Linked DNA regions of Zea mays: region 1 is linked to region 2. A link is a contact called in public Hi-C data. All regions are on one chromosome and are shown on one strand. Each heading gives the region's core, a stretch centred on a gene start, on an enhancer-like site or on the middle of the called end of the contact. The rest is flanking DNA. Distances are from core to core; before and after follow the strand shown. Region 1 holds the start of LOC100281169. Region 2 holds the start of LOC100275401.

What was found. A called contact is a pair of places that touch in the nucleus more often than the background predicts.
Region 1: a Hi-C map of tassel shows a contact between it and region 2, with 3 times the contacts expected there. The contact joins the promoter of LOC100281169 here to the promoter of LOC100275401 in region 2. A contact is called at or near these places in 3 of 25 Hi-C or Micro-C datasets (ear, leaf and tassel).

What each region holds. Positions count from the first base shown.
Region 1 is chr7:125,923,859-125,931,310 of Zm-B73-REFERENCE-NAM-5.0, reverse strand. LOC100281169 reads right to left here and starts at 3,105. Exons shown (of 1, transcript NM_001154088.2): 1 at 2,140-3,105. The coding sequence starts at 2,993. The coding sequence ends at 2,520.
Region 2 is chr7:125,786,645-125,793,720 of Zm-B73-REFERENCE-NAM-5.0, reverse strand. It overlaps LOC100275401, which reads right to left and starts at 2,946. Exons shown (of 10, transcript NM_001350153.2): 1 at 2,476-2,946; 2 at 2,138-2,341; 3 at 1,965-2,022; 4 at 1,724-1,786. The coding sequence starts at 2,852. It overlaps LOC103632806, which reads right to left. Exons shown (of 12, transcript XM_008654538.3): 9 at 6,270-6,504; 10 at 5,859-6,166; 11 at 4,756-5,355; 12 at 3,937-4,673. The coding sequence ends at 5,064.

The sequences.
Region 1 (7,452 bases), core at 1,856-4,355, 140 kb before region 2:
GTGCTGGACACTCGGCACAGGGCGTCACTCGGCAAAGACATATTTGCCGAGTGTTAAACACTCGGCAAAGGAGGCGCTCGACAAAGGGCCGTCAGCGGCCGTCCCAAAGCTGACGGCCGTCAGTCTTTGCCGAGTGCCATATATATGGCACTCGGCAAAGGACCCTTTGCCGAGTGTCTTATAAAGACACTCGGCAAAGTATACTTTTATTTTTTAGATTTTGTCTCCCAAACTTTTTGTGGTATGTTCCTACACTATGTATACCTACATGTATCATTTGTGTAAAATTATAACAGAGTTTTGAATCGTTAGTAGATTTAGTTCGTTTATTTGAATTTCTTCGGAAAATTAAGATTTGAACTGCAGGTCACTCGAAACTTGGGAAACCGTGCATGCAAAAATGATATCCGTCCTATTTAGCACAAGTTACGACCGATTTCAGGAGCGGACCGGAAACTTCGAGCACCATGCTCACTCAACATGGCCGTGAACTTGCTATCCAGCTGTTTAAAAATTGTATAAAACACAAACAAAGTCAGAAAATTATGAAACTTGTCCACGTGTCATGATATCATATGTAGAGGCTGATAAAAATTTGAAAAAGTTTCGAGAAAATTGTGACGCACTATGTGTAGAAACCTAAGAGAACCACATTGAAACTTTATGATTTCATGTGTGGTTCTCTTAGGTTTCTACACATAGTGTCTCACAACTTTCTTCAAACATTCTCAATTTTTTATCACAGCCTCTACATATGATATCATGACACGTGGACAAGTTTCATGATTTTCTGACTTTGTTTGTGTTTTATAAAATTTTTAAACAGCTGGATGGCAAGTTCACGGTCATGTTGAGTGAGCATGGTGCTCGAAGTTTCCGGTACGCTCCTGAAGTCGGTCGTAACTTGTGATAAATAGCATGTATATTATGTTTGCACGCATGGTTTTTCAAGTTTCGAGTGACTTGCAGTTTAAATGTGAATTTTCCGAAGAAATTCAAATAAACGAACTAAATCTACTAGCTATAGAAAACACTTTTTTAATTGTCCCAAAATGGTATATGTAGGTCTACATAGTGTAGGAACATACCACACTCTCTGGTGGGCTCTTTGCCGAGTGCCGCACAGAACACTCGGCAAAGAGCCTGACATGGGGACCCTCTCTGGCGAGCTCTTTGCCGAGTGTCCCAAGTGGCACTCGGCAAAGATGGATTCTTTGCCGAGTGCTGCCTGGAAGACATTCGGCAAAAATAACTTCTTTGCCGAGTGTCACCAGGGACACTCGGCAAAGCCACCGTCTCCGTCACCCGGCGCCGTAACGGCCGCTTTTCTTTGCCGAGTGCTCTCCAGCACTCGGCAAACTTTGTCGAGTGCCCGAGAAAAAGCATTCGGCAAAGAAGACTTTGCCGATGCACTGTTTGCCGAGCCTTATTTGCCGAGTGTCACACTCGGCAAAGCCTTTGCCGAGTGTTTTTAAGGCTTCGCCGAGTGCTTCAGGCATTCGGCAAAGCGATTGATTCCGGTAGTGGTACGTGTTGCTATTCTCTCAGTACGTGCAGGTAGGCGATGTGTGTAGGTCATTAACGAGATAATTATGATAAAAATACCGTCCAACTTCTCCTTTTAAAGATGCTCATATATATATATATATATATATATATATATATATATATATATATATATATATATATATATATATATATATATATATATATATATATATATATATATATATATATATATATATATATATATAGGTGTGTTTATAGAGATGATTATGTGAAAGCTTACATCTATACACTTGGTTTGAAAAAAATAGAGAAAAAGAATGGGAAGAAAATGATTTTATTAGTGACTAGTTAGTCTACTAGCCAGCTAGGGTTTAGTTCCTCTATCTCCCATAAACTACAGTTACCCGCGTTTTCGTCAGCGCGAAATGCCCGGTTTGGCCTACGTACGTGCATGCTCCAGCTTTCACTGAGAGAGAACTCGAAACTACACACCTGCAAGCGAACTGGAACTTCAGCCTCACAAAACTATCTTTATGGCTCCATTGAAAGAATCTCAGAAGAACAATTCACATGCTAGAAACGATCATGGACTTCATACATTGGTGGAATTATAATGTACATATATATGGATATAGATATACATACATCCGTTCCTGAAATCTTATTCAATTCTGCTTAAAAGAAACAGCTAGCAGAAGAAACATGCAAGCCACATTGTTACATGATCAGGCACTAGAGAGTAATTAACTTCCCCGGGATAGCATTACCTTGGGTGCACGGTAATTACACGGCTATCTCGACACAATTACCACAAGCACCCCAAGGTTAGCAATCTCCATGTGGATTACTCCTTGCCCTCGCAACCCTGCATATATTACAACTCTACCCCTAACATTAAACAAAGGAACCAGATTACCCAAATTACCCCTCGACCCCGGCCGTCGAGCTCGGGGGCGCCGCTGCGCTGCCGGCATCGTGGATCGGACGTGGCCGTGACCGTGGGTAGGCGGTCAGCACGCGTAATACTCGACGAGCTCGGCAAGCGACTCCGGCTGCGGGTCGGCGTTCTCGAGCATCCAGAGGAGGTGCTCGAACAGCACGACCTCGCAGCCGACGACGGTCCCGCCGGCGCCTACGCCGGCGCCGCCAGAGCGGTCGACGAGGTTCTGGAACAGGGGGTGGCCGACGAGGTCCGCGGCGATGAGGTAGCGGCGGCGCGACTTGCCGACGTAGACCGGGTGGAGGCCCGGGGGCAGGCCGTCGGTGCCGTGGAACGATGCCGACCCCGTGCCACCGCCGCCGAAGGCAAAGACGGACGAGGCAGCGGCGCCCTTCCTCCACGAGTTCTCCAGAGCGAACCCGGCGCCAGCGTCGCCGACGTCGTGAGAGCGCGCCGAGCACCCTGACGGCGTGCGCGAGATCCGGCTCGAGGAGTGCCACCTCTTGATCATGCACTTAAGCTTGCTCAGCCCGCCCTTCGCCATTGCCGTGTCGGTCAAGAAGTGGAACGGAGAGAGAGAGGCCAGAGGGAGAGAGCAGCTCAACAGAGCAGAGGAGGGGAGGACCGACGATGGACGGTCGTCTGGTCGTGGCAAAGGCGGAGGCTGGAGAGTTGGGTCCTTATATAGCAGGTGGAGGGCCCACGTGGCGGACCGGAAACGTGGGGCTTGGGCCCAGGTGTCGGGAAAAGGTAACCGTAAACCTGGCGATGGGGGGCCGCAAAGCAACCGCTGAGAGGCCAGTGGCTTGCTCCGGTGGCTCAAAAGAGAACCAGAGAGGAACTGTCTAACATTTGATTATGCTGGGGTCTAATTTAAGAATCGATGTGAAACGTTGATACTCACATGAATAGTCAAGATTTGGAACGAATTGATCTACGCTAGACATGTTTGCTAGCGTGGCAGCATATTAGCACCAACAATGCCTAAATAGCCCCTAAACTTACCAGAGTGTATTATCTAGGTCCCTATCAAAATACACATCCACGTATATTGTTTAAAATACATAATATATATATATATATATATATATATATATATATAACATCTCAATAACTAAACACATAAAAAGAATAAAAATATAAATACTTTATATATATAATAACTTTCACCAATATATGAATAAATAAAGTACATAAAATTAATACGATTAGCCATATTACATCTAGCGTGTATATATATATATATATATATATATATATATATATATATATATATATATATATATATATATATATATATATATATATATATATATATATATATATATATATATATATATAGGGAAGAGGTAATGGAAGCCCTGGGCTTCCGTTAGTGGACGAAGCCCCAGCCAGGAGGCCGATCGGGTCACGTTCGGCCCAATGGACGCCAGCTTGCGTCAGCCATGCATAGGATAGCAACGTATCCCGGCTGAGACGCTGCAACCGATATACACATGCATAAAGGTATGTGGAAATGTGCATAACTCATGCATATATGGAAAAGTTTCTGCCACGAATCACGGAACGAATATTTGCATGTGCATGCCGGTTTACGATTGCATAACGCTGTGAGACATGATAGCGTAAACCATGCAACATTTAAAAATCTCCCACCGGTTTGAGATAAGGAAAGACGTGCGCGTAAATAAAGGCGCAGTTACGGGAGGAAACAAATACAAGGTTAGCTCGTCCACGTTCGCTCGTCCACCGTCTTTATCTCAGGTATTGGCGGCGTTTAGCGGCGGCGGAAGTTAGAGGTACGGCCGGCGGCGAGAAAATGTCGAGCACCGGAGCTGGCGATGACATGCCACCTGTAGCATCTGTAAATACGCCAGCATGTACGTCTGTTTCAATGGACATGAATCCTGTAGCGTCTGCGATCGCCCCATACACAGAGGGTGTCTCCGTTACTCCCCCGGCAGCATTGAGGGCACCTGGACATATCGATGAGCAAACAAAAACGGCAGATATGGTCGGCATAGAGAAGCACATCCTCATGAGACATATTGGGCCGCATGAACAGGACACACCTCATATTCTTCAAAGCCATGTAAGTTCTCCCTAATATGATACTCTTATTCTCTTACATACTTCTTTGTAATGTTGTACATATACCATGTTAAATTTAGACGCTATTGAATAGTAAATGTTAAATTTCTGTGCGCAGCCGGACAATATTGATATAAGATTGATACCTAAAGTCGGTATGACATTTAGTAACGTGGACGAGGCGTATAATTTTTATAGTCAATATGCATACGAGGTTGGATTTCCGTTGAAGAAATATAGGGAGCGGAAGAATTGTAAATGGTTGAACTGTTCAATGGAAGGAAAGAATGCTGAAAGGGTAGCTGGAAATCCAAGGATACGTAACACATGTTCGAAACGAACACAGTGCAAGGCTGGGATGAAACTTAAAAAAATCTACGATGATGCTAAAGAGAATGTTATTTCCGTTGATTGATCTGGTAAACTATGAGCATAATCATGAATTTTTGAAGAAAGATACAGAAAAAGGGCAATTGCAATGCAACAAAACACATGATCGTGAATATATGGAGTTCCTTAGTGCGATGCAAGAAAGCAGGATTCCACAACATTGCATTATGGATTTTGTTACAGAAATGCATGGTGGCCCAGAAAACGTTCCAATAACCGTGCAGGACATGAGTAACCTGTAAGTGTATTATGCATTGACAATAATTGTATTTTATATTACAGAAACAATCGTAATGTGTTGAGTTAGATATAGTGCATAATCATTACCTTTTTTGACAGGAAAAAAGCATGGCAAAGGGAAAGAAATGCAAATGATGTGTCAAAGCTGTTATCTTTTTTTTCATTATGCAAGAAAGATAATCCACAATTTTTTTCAGACTTTCCACTGGACAAAGAAGGGAAAATTTTAAGCATATTTTGGTCCCATGCTAGCCAGCAAGCCGAGTACATTGATTTTGGTGATGCAGTTACATTTGATACTACACATAAGACTAATATGTACGATAAGCCATTAGGCATGTTTGTTGGCTCGAACCACCACCTACAATGCACAATATTTGGGTTTGCTTTACTAGGAGACGAGACAGTTGATACATTCGAGTGGGTCTTTAATACGTTCAAAACATGCATGGGATGTGACGGACCACGCGTGATGTTGACAGGTATGTTGTAATAAATGGCTCGTAATTATTATGGCACGTACTATATGATATCATATTGGCTTGCATAATGTTATGTAAATTTATCTATTTCAGATCAAGACCCTGCTATGCCAATCGCACTAGGCAGAGTATTCCCAAACACAATACATCGATTGTGTTTGTGGCATGTGCAAAACAGGTATATGCCCCACTTGAATGAATTGTATGCAAGATTTGAGGATATGGATTTCAAAACAAGGTTCCAATCTATAATACATCATCCATTGAATGAAATGGAGTTCGAGGCTGCCTGGCAAATGATGCTAGATGATTTCCAGCTACACGAGAACAACACCCTTGCCAGATTATATGAAATACGCAAAGATTGGGTACCTGCATTTTTCAAAGGAGACTATTGTGGTCTTATGGTCTCTACACAACGAAGCGAGAGCATGAACAAGTTGGTGAAGAGTGCCCACGTGGATGCAAACACACCGCTTCATCAATTTGCAAAGCAAATGATGAAGCTCCTGCATAGTAGGAAGATGAAAGAGGCCAAAGAGGCACTAGGATGCATGGTAAGTGAAAAAAAATAAACATATGTTTTATGCTATTAAAAACAAAATGGTATTAATACTATATTGTGTAATTTGCAGGGTCAAAAGGATACAACTACATTGTATATGTTTGAAATAAGAGTTGCAAGGGCATACACTAGAGCTGTGATGACAAGGTTCCAGGAGACAGTAAAATATGCAACTGCATATCGAATAGACCGTGATACAGAGGGTGATGAACATGATTGGGTGGTGAAACATACTACAAGATCAAATAAAATTGTTTGGGGTCAACACCAATTCAAAATAAGGGCTGATGTGGATGCCGGAAAGTATTCATGTGAGTGCAAGCATTGGGAGCATACAGGTATGTTATACTAAACGATTATTTCTATATAAAATTCTAAATTATTACGAATACATAGCTGTTTGCGATTAATATATGACATAATGTATGTTTAATCAATTATAGGTCTATTTTGTGTTCATCTTGTACGCGCTTTCATGCATCTACAAATTGAAAGGATCCCGAGTGAGTATATTTTGCAACGATACACATACTCCGCATCAAGATGTGGCTTTTTCAAGAGACGATAGGAATTTGAAAGGAAAAGATGGAGAAACTAGATCATATAGACAGAAGATGTTGCTTAAAAAAGCAATGAAAGTAGTACACCATGCGAGTCTGTCTAAAGCTGGGAATGATAAAGCCCTAGAGATGATGGACGAATTATTAGGGTTATTGATGCGTGTGGAGCCTGATATAGGTACTGGTGAGAGTTGTGGCACAAGTGTTTGCGATGACATCCAGGTACGCACCTCGTGTTGTTATGAATTTTGCATAATTACTTGTCGATAATGATCCATGTTTGTAATGATGATATAGGTCGAAGCGTATGAAACAGACGAAATGGCTATAGACAACTGACGCAAATTAGATGATGGGAACGAGGTATGGAACAAATCTTTATAATGTATTACATATGCTGCTCTATAACATTTGTGTCTTCACTGGACTTTGCTTTATTTCACAGGAAATTTTAATGGGGTCTAATACAAATGAATGCAATACTAAGGATGATCAATGTAATATGCCGATATTAACATTGGAACATAACACTGACATTCGGCTGGTTGATAGTAGTTCTATGGATGTGGAAGCTAGAAAGGTAATAACATTGCTACAATATATGATGACATACGTGAATATAAAAACTGACTTAATATCTTTGTTTTGTAGAAACTGGAATTTCATATGGAAGGT
Region 2 (7,076 bases), core at 1,697-4,196:
TAGGAGATGTTGCACTGTTTCCTTTTCCTGGTCACATAGGGGGCAGTACTCCGGATGATCCAAACCATGCCTTGCAAGACGGTCCGCTGTCCAACATCGGCTTAAAGAAGCCAACCAGAGGAAAATAATTGCACCTAGGAGGCGCCCAACATTTCCATATACGTTTTGTCGGATCAAAACTGGTAGCACCCACTAACAATCTGTCATAAGCAGATTTAGCAGAATAAACACCAGAAGCCGAGGGGGTCCAAATATGTTGATCATCTACTTCAGGGGAGAGATGCACCCCTTGCAGAATATCCCACAACCTGAAATAGTCATAGAATCCTTGTTGGGTCAGATCATCCCTTATATCAGCTGACCATTGGAGGTTAACTAAAGCTTCTTGTACAGTCCTCTTCTTGCGTGATCTAAAAGATACTGCTGAAACTAAATCCGGGGCCAAATCGGATAAAGTTTTCCCTTGCAGCCAAAAATCAACTCAAAAAAGAGTATTTTTTCATTGCCCACCACAGATTGGATGGAGATTGCAAATAAGGCTGTTGCACTAGAATGAACTGCATACCAAGACCTACCCAAGGACGACCTGGTTGAGTCTTTTGCAACCACAACCATCTCATGTTTAACACCCAATTGCCCATCCCAATGTTTCAATATTGTAGATGCCAAGACCCCCAAGATCATAGGGCCTACACACTCTCTGCCATCCAACCAAGCAGTGGCCTCCTTTTATATCCTTTCTCCCTTTCCACAAAAAAACTCGCCTAATTTTATCGATTGCCTTGATCACCCACTTGGGGCACTGGATAGATATGATGTGATAGATGGGGATAGCCATAAGAACTGATTTGACCAAGGTAGCCCTGCCTGCAGGGTGGATGAGGGCAGCTTTCCAACCCGGAAGACAGTCTGCAATTTTGTCTAGTAGAAAGAATAAGACAAATTTGGAGAGCTTCCTGATGGACAGCGACATACCCAAATATTTGCAAGGAAACTGAACCACATCACAAGGTAGAACCTGCTGGACAACCTCAATTTCATGTGCCTCACATCTAACTGGGGTAATGGAACTCTTATATTTGTCACCAGACCAGAAGCCACTCCAAAAGTTCTGAGGAGGTTTTTCAGGAACAATTGTGTGCTCAATGGAGAAATTTCAGCTATCGAGAGATGCAGGGGCGCCTGGGCACTTTCGGTGGTGTTAGGGGCTTGGTGCGCTCTGTTGTTGGATTGATTACAATGTTACTGTAACGCGTTTGAAAACTTGATGTTAGTGTTTGTGTAGTTTGGATGAGTGCCATGTGTTTTTATTGGTTGTTTTTTGTTTGGACCTCTCTCTCTCTCTTCTTAATGCAATGATGTGATGTCCTCCTACACGTTTGAGAGAAAAAGAAGGGCATCAAATTTTAGATACTCAACTGTTCACTACTCACACAAACACAACCACAGACTGGCACTCAGTTAGCCTACAGTACTAACTAGCAAGAAGAGTTGAACCACAACTTGTATCCCAACAAACTAATTTTAGGTCGAGTTTTGGTCTAGTCAAAAGTTAATTAGAAGTTCAGTATCAATTCCTCTCCTGTTCCATATATAAGTGTACTCATTTCTACGCTTGCTAATCAGCATCTGCAACTTGCTACTCTTATGCAGGGAAACATTAATGTGAAACAGAAAAATGCACACCCATTAAGCATAAGGTAATGAAGCCCAGACTAAATACCTGTTCAAAGTAAGGCACAGCCTCCGATGCCGGCCTATTGTTGAATGAGACAATGGCATTAGCCTAAAACGAGAACCCAACATAGAAATAAGATCAAAAGCACTTGGCGATCAGAATTATTATATGAGATTATATGAAATTTTAAATAATACAAAGCTTCTTTTTTGATTCATTATACTGAAACATTAAAACAAACTGAAACTTTGCAGACAGATTTTTCATCAACAAAACATCAGCGGACCTCTGGTATCCTTTCTGAGAAGTAGCTTCCCACTAGCAGCTGAAGCAGTGCCCCGTTGCTGCAAACCATGACAACAGAACAATTAAATGAACACATCAACAAACCAGAGCTCGAGGCTTCCTCCGAGTCAAATCATCGAACAAGTAGCGTGCGACAGCCCTCGATGAAATCACCTGTGGCCAACAGAGTAGAGCGGGAGCTCCGCGATGTCCAGGGCGCTGAGGCCGGCCTCCGGGAGCCCCGACGCGAGCAGCGCGTCGTAGCAGGCATGGAAACTCTGGAATACCTCCCGCGCGGCGGCCTCGTGGTCGAAGGTGACGTTGTATGGTACGCACACGACCACAAAGCCCTCCAGCGCCAGGAGCTCCAGCAGGTAGCTGCGAGCAAGTGAGCAACCAACCGCGCGATGAGCCAAGCGCACCAGTCACCAGTGCGGGTCCAACGGAACCGAATGAAACCCATTGTAGCCGACCGCCGGAACGGAATGGAACTCACGCGCTAACAAAGTTACCCGTAGGTGACCTCGGGGACGGCGCCGATGAAGGCGCCGCCGAGGAACTTGATGACCGCCAGCGGGCGTCGACCGCGCGGGGGCGGGAAGATGAGGCAAGAGTGCTCCCGCATGTACGGCTTCCTCATCGGTGGCGCCATCCTGGGACTGGGAGCCCCGAGCATGGCCAGCGATCCATCGGGGCTGAGCGACGCGCGGCAGGGGAAGAATCTTCTCGATGGTGTGGCCCGGGGGAAATGTGCACATGAGCACCATACCCCTTTGAGCACCAGATACGTTCCCGTGGCGGGGTTGGCGCGGCCACGGGTAGCAAGGGGCCGTGGGTTCGCGGCGCGATAGGCGGCCGGTGCGGAGCAGAAGAGGTGAGCCGCCGCCATGGAAGATAGCAGGTGAAGCACGGTGAGCCGGTGAAGTGAGGCGGGCAACTGAAACAAACAATCGAACACGAGCTGACGATTTGGCCACGAGGCCTGCGTCGTGGCCGGGCGTTTCTTGGTTTCTGACTTTCTGCCTGGAGTTTGTGGCCGTCCGTCTTGTCCTGTGCCTGTCGGCCCAAAGCACATAATTTTTGGCACGACTCAGATTTGGCATGGTCCAACTTAATTGTAAGTCTGAGCCGAAAAGCACATAATTTTTGTCACGACCCAGATCTGGCACGGCCCAACCTCATTGTAGGCCTGAGCCGGCACGGCCCAATATGTGGGCCGTGTCTGGGCCTCAAGTCAAGCCCATGGGCCAGCCTGGCACGACCCATTTAACTAAGGCACATCGAGACCCACTAAATATAGACTCAGTATTTAACTAAGGTCCATCAAAACTCACATGACCAGCACAACTTGGAGAATCTAGAGCTTCAATAGGCCTTCGAGAACCAATACCTAGATGGGGATAGTGAATAGTGATGATGATTATTGTATATGTATTCTGTATGGCTGTATAGTACTCAATAAAACACTGAACAGAGAACTAAATATTATTTCTAAGCTATTTGTAATATTTTTTCTTTCTAACCAAAGGTTTTTAATGTGCATCCACAAAACATCTTAGTTTTATTTGGGTCATATATTCTATACTTTTTGTTTATCTATTGCTATTCTATGTATATGGGACCAGTCTGGCACATTAAGACATTTTAGGCTATTTCGGCCGGTCTGGTACATATAACTAATTGTGGATCATGATGTGGGCCGATGATTGGGCACACGTGCTGGTACGGCACGATCCATAATTAAATATGTGCTTTTGTGGACCGTGCCTTTGTGGACCGTACTTTTGTTGACATGTGCCGTGCCAGGCTGGCCCACGTGTACATGTATACGTCCCACCACGCCCTAGCTGTGGGCCAGAGAGTTTTGGCCCGTCCAAGTGGCCGTGCGATTGCTGGCTGCATGCCCACGCATTGACGCAACTGCCGGCTTGCGAAAAAATCCGTGTCAAAACCTTTGTAGAGCAGCTCTCAAATAAAAAAATAAGCAATTATTATTGTATAATTGCAGATAAAAATTAAAGCAAATACCTTATACCTGTAAAGTTCATGTAAATTCATAATTCTTGGCAATATTACAGAATTTACAGTTTTTTCTCGAACACTACAGAATTTACAGTTGCCCGGCCGAATCAGAACTCAGATGAGCACTACGAAGTCCGAACAGAGGTTATACAGGAATACAGGATTATGCTGACGCGGAAGACATGACTTTCAGAATGAAAACCTAGCCAAAAGCATTGAAGGTTTACTGCCTGGCGATTTTCCTTGTAAACCTTAGTAGATTCAGCTGTACACTTGGACTAATTACAGCTATACAGTAACAATAATAGAACCGGGGGGAGGACGAGACATCACCTGATCAGTTAGCATTGTTCTTGCACTGTAACTACTTTATATACAGTGTATGTGGGCAAAATTTGCTACCTCGAAATTTGGGTGTGCCTGTGTTCAAAGACATGAACAAAAGCACGGTATGTGGTCGAAGTCAATCGATAATTCGGTATGAAGAAATCCTAGATGATGCCCCCTTTGGAATGCGGGGATTTTTTTTCAGTTTCCTGCATTTTTTCTGTGAGAATGGACTGATTCCTGTGAAATTCCTGTATATTCCTCTAGAATTCCTGCATTTCAGAGGAAGCCTAATATCAGGGGCAAACTCTTATCATCTACTAGTTCCTCTTCCTAGGCATATCATCTGTTCCTCCGCCACCTGCATTCGTAGTAATAGTAAAAGGAGTTAGAAATTTGTAGGATGGTAAAAATGAAACTTCAACCGTGTCTGTAGAACAGACCTTACAACGTAGGGAAGAAACCATCCCCCATTTCGATAATCCAGTATAGAGTAGTATACACACTTGCCTAAGTACAAATGACCTGGATACTCTAGTTATAGATCCAAAAGCCATTCCAATCAGCAGTACCCTCAGTCAGATGAGCAAGAAGCTAACCGAGCACATACTCTTTGCTGCCAGCAAGTTGCAGGGCATTGCATTTTAACATGTATGGTAGGAAAAACCCTTCATTGCTCGCAGCATACGCATGGTGATTAGTCCTTGTTGGAAGCTCACTCCAGCATTATGTTTTACTCTTCTGAGCCTCATCACACAGATGTATCCTTCTGAACAGGCTTTTGAGGGAAGAAAAAGATAGCAAGCAAGGAGCAGATACTTAAGCCGATAACACCATCAAAAGGATGCAGATGGTAAGTGCTAATCATCCAAAACGGTGTTTCAGGTTTGGATGTTAAAACACCACTGCTTTGTATTAAATAACTGGCAGTCATGATTCCAGAACGTAGGCCAATGGGTGCAGCAAGCTTTCCTTGTGTCCTCTGCCTAAGCCCAAAAAGTACCAGAGAAAGTAGCAAGAAACCTGGTACTGAGGGTAGTGACCTGCCATCCAATTGTATGTTACATTGTTACCAATTTGCAAATGTTTTGCCACATTAAAACATGTTTTAATACAAAAAAACATGGATAAAATCATACATACGCATTACAAACTGAATAATTCATATCTTGTGAAGCTTTTGCGCAACTAGTTAGTTCAATGATTTGATATATCATGATTGGTTTTATAGTACCATAAGGTATGCACAGATAAAATAAAGTTCATTGCATCCACCATCCCCCTATTTTTATCCCTCCTCACCCATCACCTGCAGTCTCAATGATAGACTGTAACCCCTCCCAAGTCCCAAATCAGACTCAGACTCGACACTGCAATAATTATATCTCCCAAGTCTAGTGATGGTTGACTTGCCATTTACCAGCAGTTGCATGAAATATGTACATATTAATAAAGCCTTGCTTGGCTCCACTCTAATCCACCCCAATCCACATGTATTGGGTCGAAGTGCAGCTGAACAAGTGGTGGTGGGACAGAATTGACATACCGATGAATTAGAGAAAACACAAGTCCAGATATCAGAATGGCATTGTAGTAACCAAGATCAACTGCAATTTCCTCTGGAAGCCATGATCTGAAAACCATTTCTTCCACAACAGCAATGCTAGTTGCTGTGGCAAGCCCTCGAAGAGCTAGCAGAAACACATTACTAGAAGACTTGAGAAGATCAAGGGGTCTAGCTAAAGATGAAGAGAACCCTGTCCGAAACGCTGCAAAACCGAGTAGAATGCTTATCGAGTGCACCAACCCTACGACCGTTACGCCTCCAACCAAACCTTGAAAAAACTCTCGCAGCTGCAATAAAACATCAAATTTTACATACTATATACATAAACCAGCACACTCCAGTTCTCTGAGAAATATCAAGTATGGTGGCTATGAGATTGTAAGTTTATACCCTAGACGCCGACCAAATATTCATCCCATATTGCTCAACTGGATCCTCATAGCCACGTATCCTTTTGCCCCACAGCATGACAAGTATCATTATAGAAATGTACAATCCAACAATGCAAGCATATCCGATAATCCCCGTTGAAGCACTTATTGTCCAACTTTGAACAAGCGTTGGCAGTAGAGGAATCACAACAGGGGACCATAGGATGAGAACCATTAAAGAAAATCCCATAATCCTATAACACAAAGAAAGAACAGTTTAAAGACAGACTAAGAAAAGAATGTAAACAACAAAAGGTAATAACATGTCTACGATGGTGAAATTTCAACGGACTGATCCATGGAAGGGCAAACCTTGTACACACGATACTTACAAGGAGAAATCTAAGGGCATGTTTGGATCACCGCCGCTGGCCCCACACCGCGCCACACTTCGCGCGCCGCAGTTGTGGCGGCCGAATCGGCCGCCGCACCTTAGGCGGGGTGTGGCTGGAGGTCAGCGTCCAAACAGGCCCTAAATCCACCAAAACTGGCTCAAGTAACTACTACTACTACAGTATCACTCAATAATAAACCGCTGAGTGATACCAACTCAAATGCTCCATGTAGCTTAAAAAGATGTAAGGCCCTAACTGTTTATGCACAAAAGTGAAATTAATGGTCATGAAGCCACTTTCTTAGAAAAGAAACTGCGAAGGTACAAAAAATGTGCCTGTTGTGCAATGACCCAAAAAGAAAGGTTAAAATGAAGAAAAAAAGAACGACAACATCTTGGAGGTGGAACTACTACGGAAAAAGAAGAAATGAA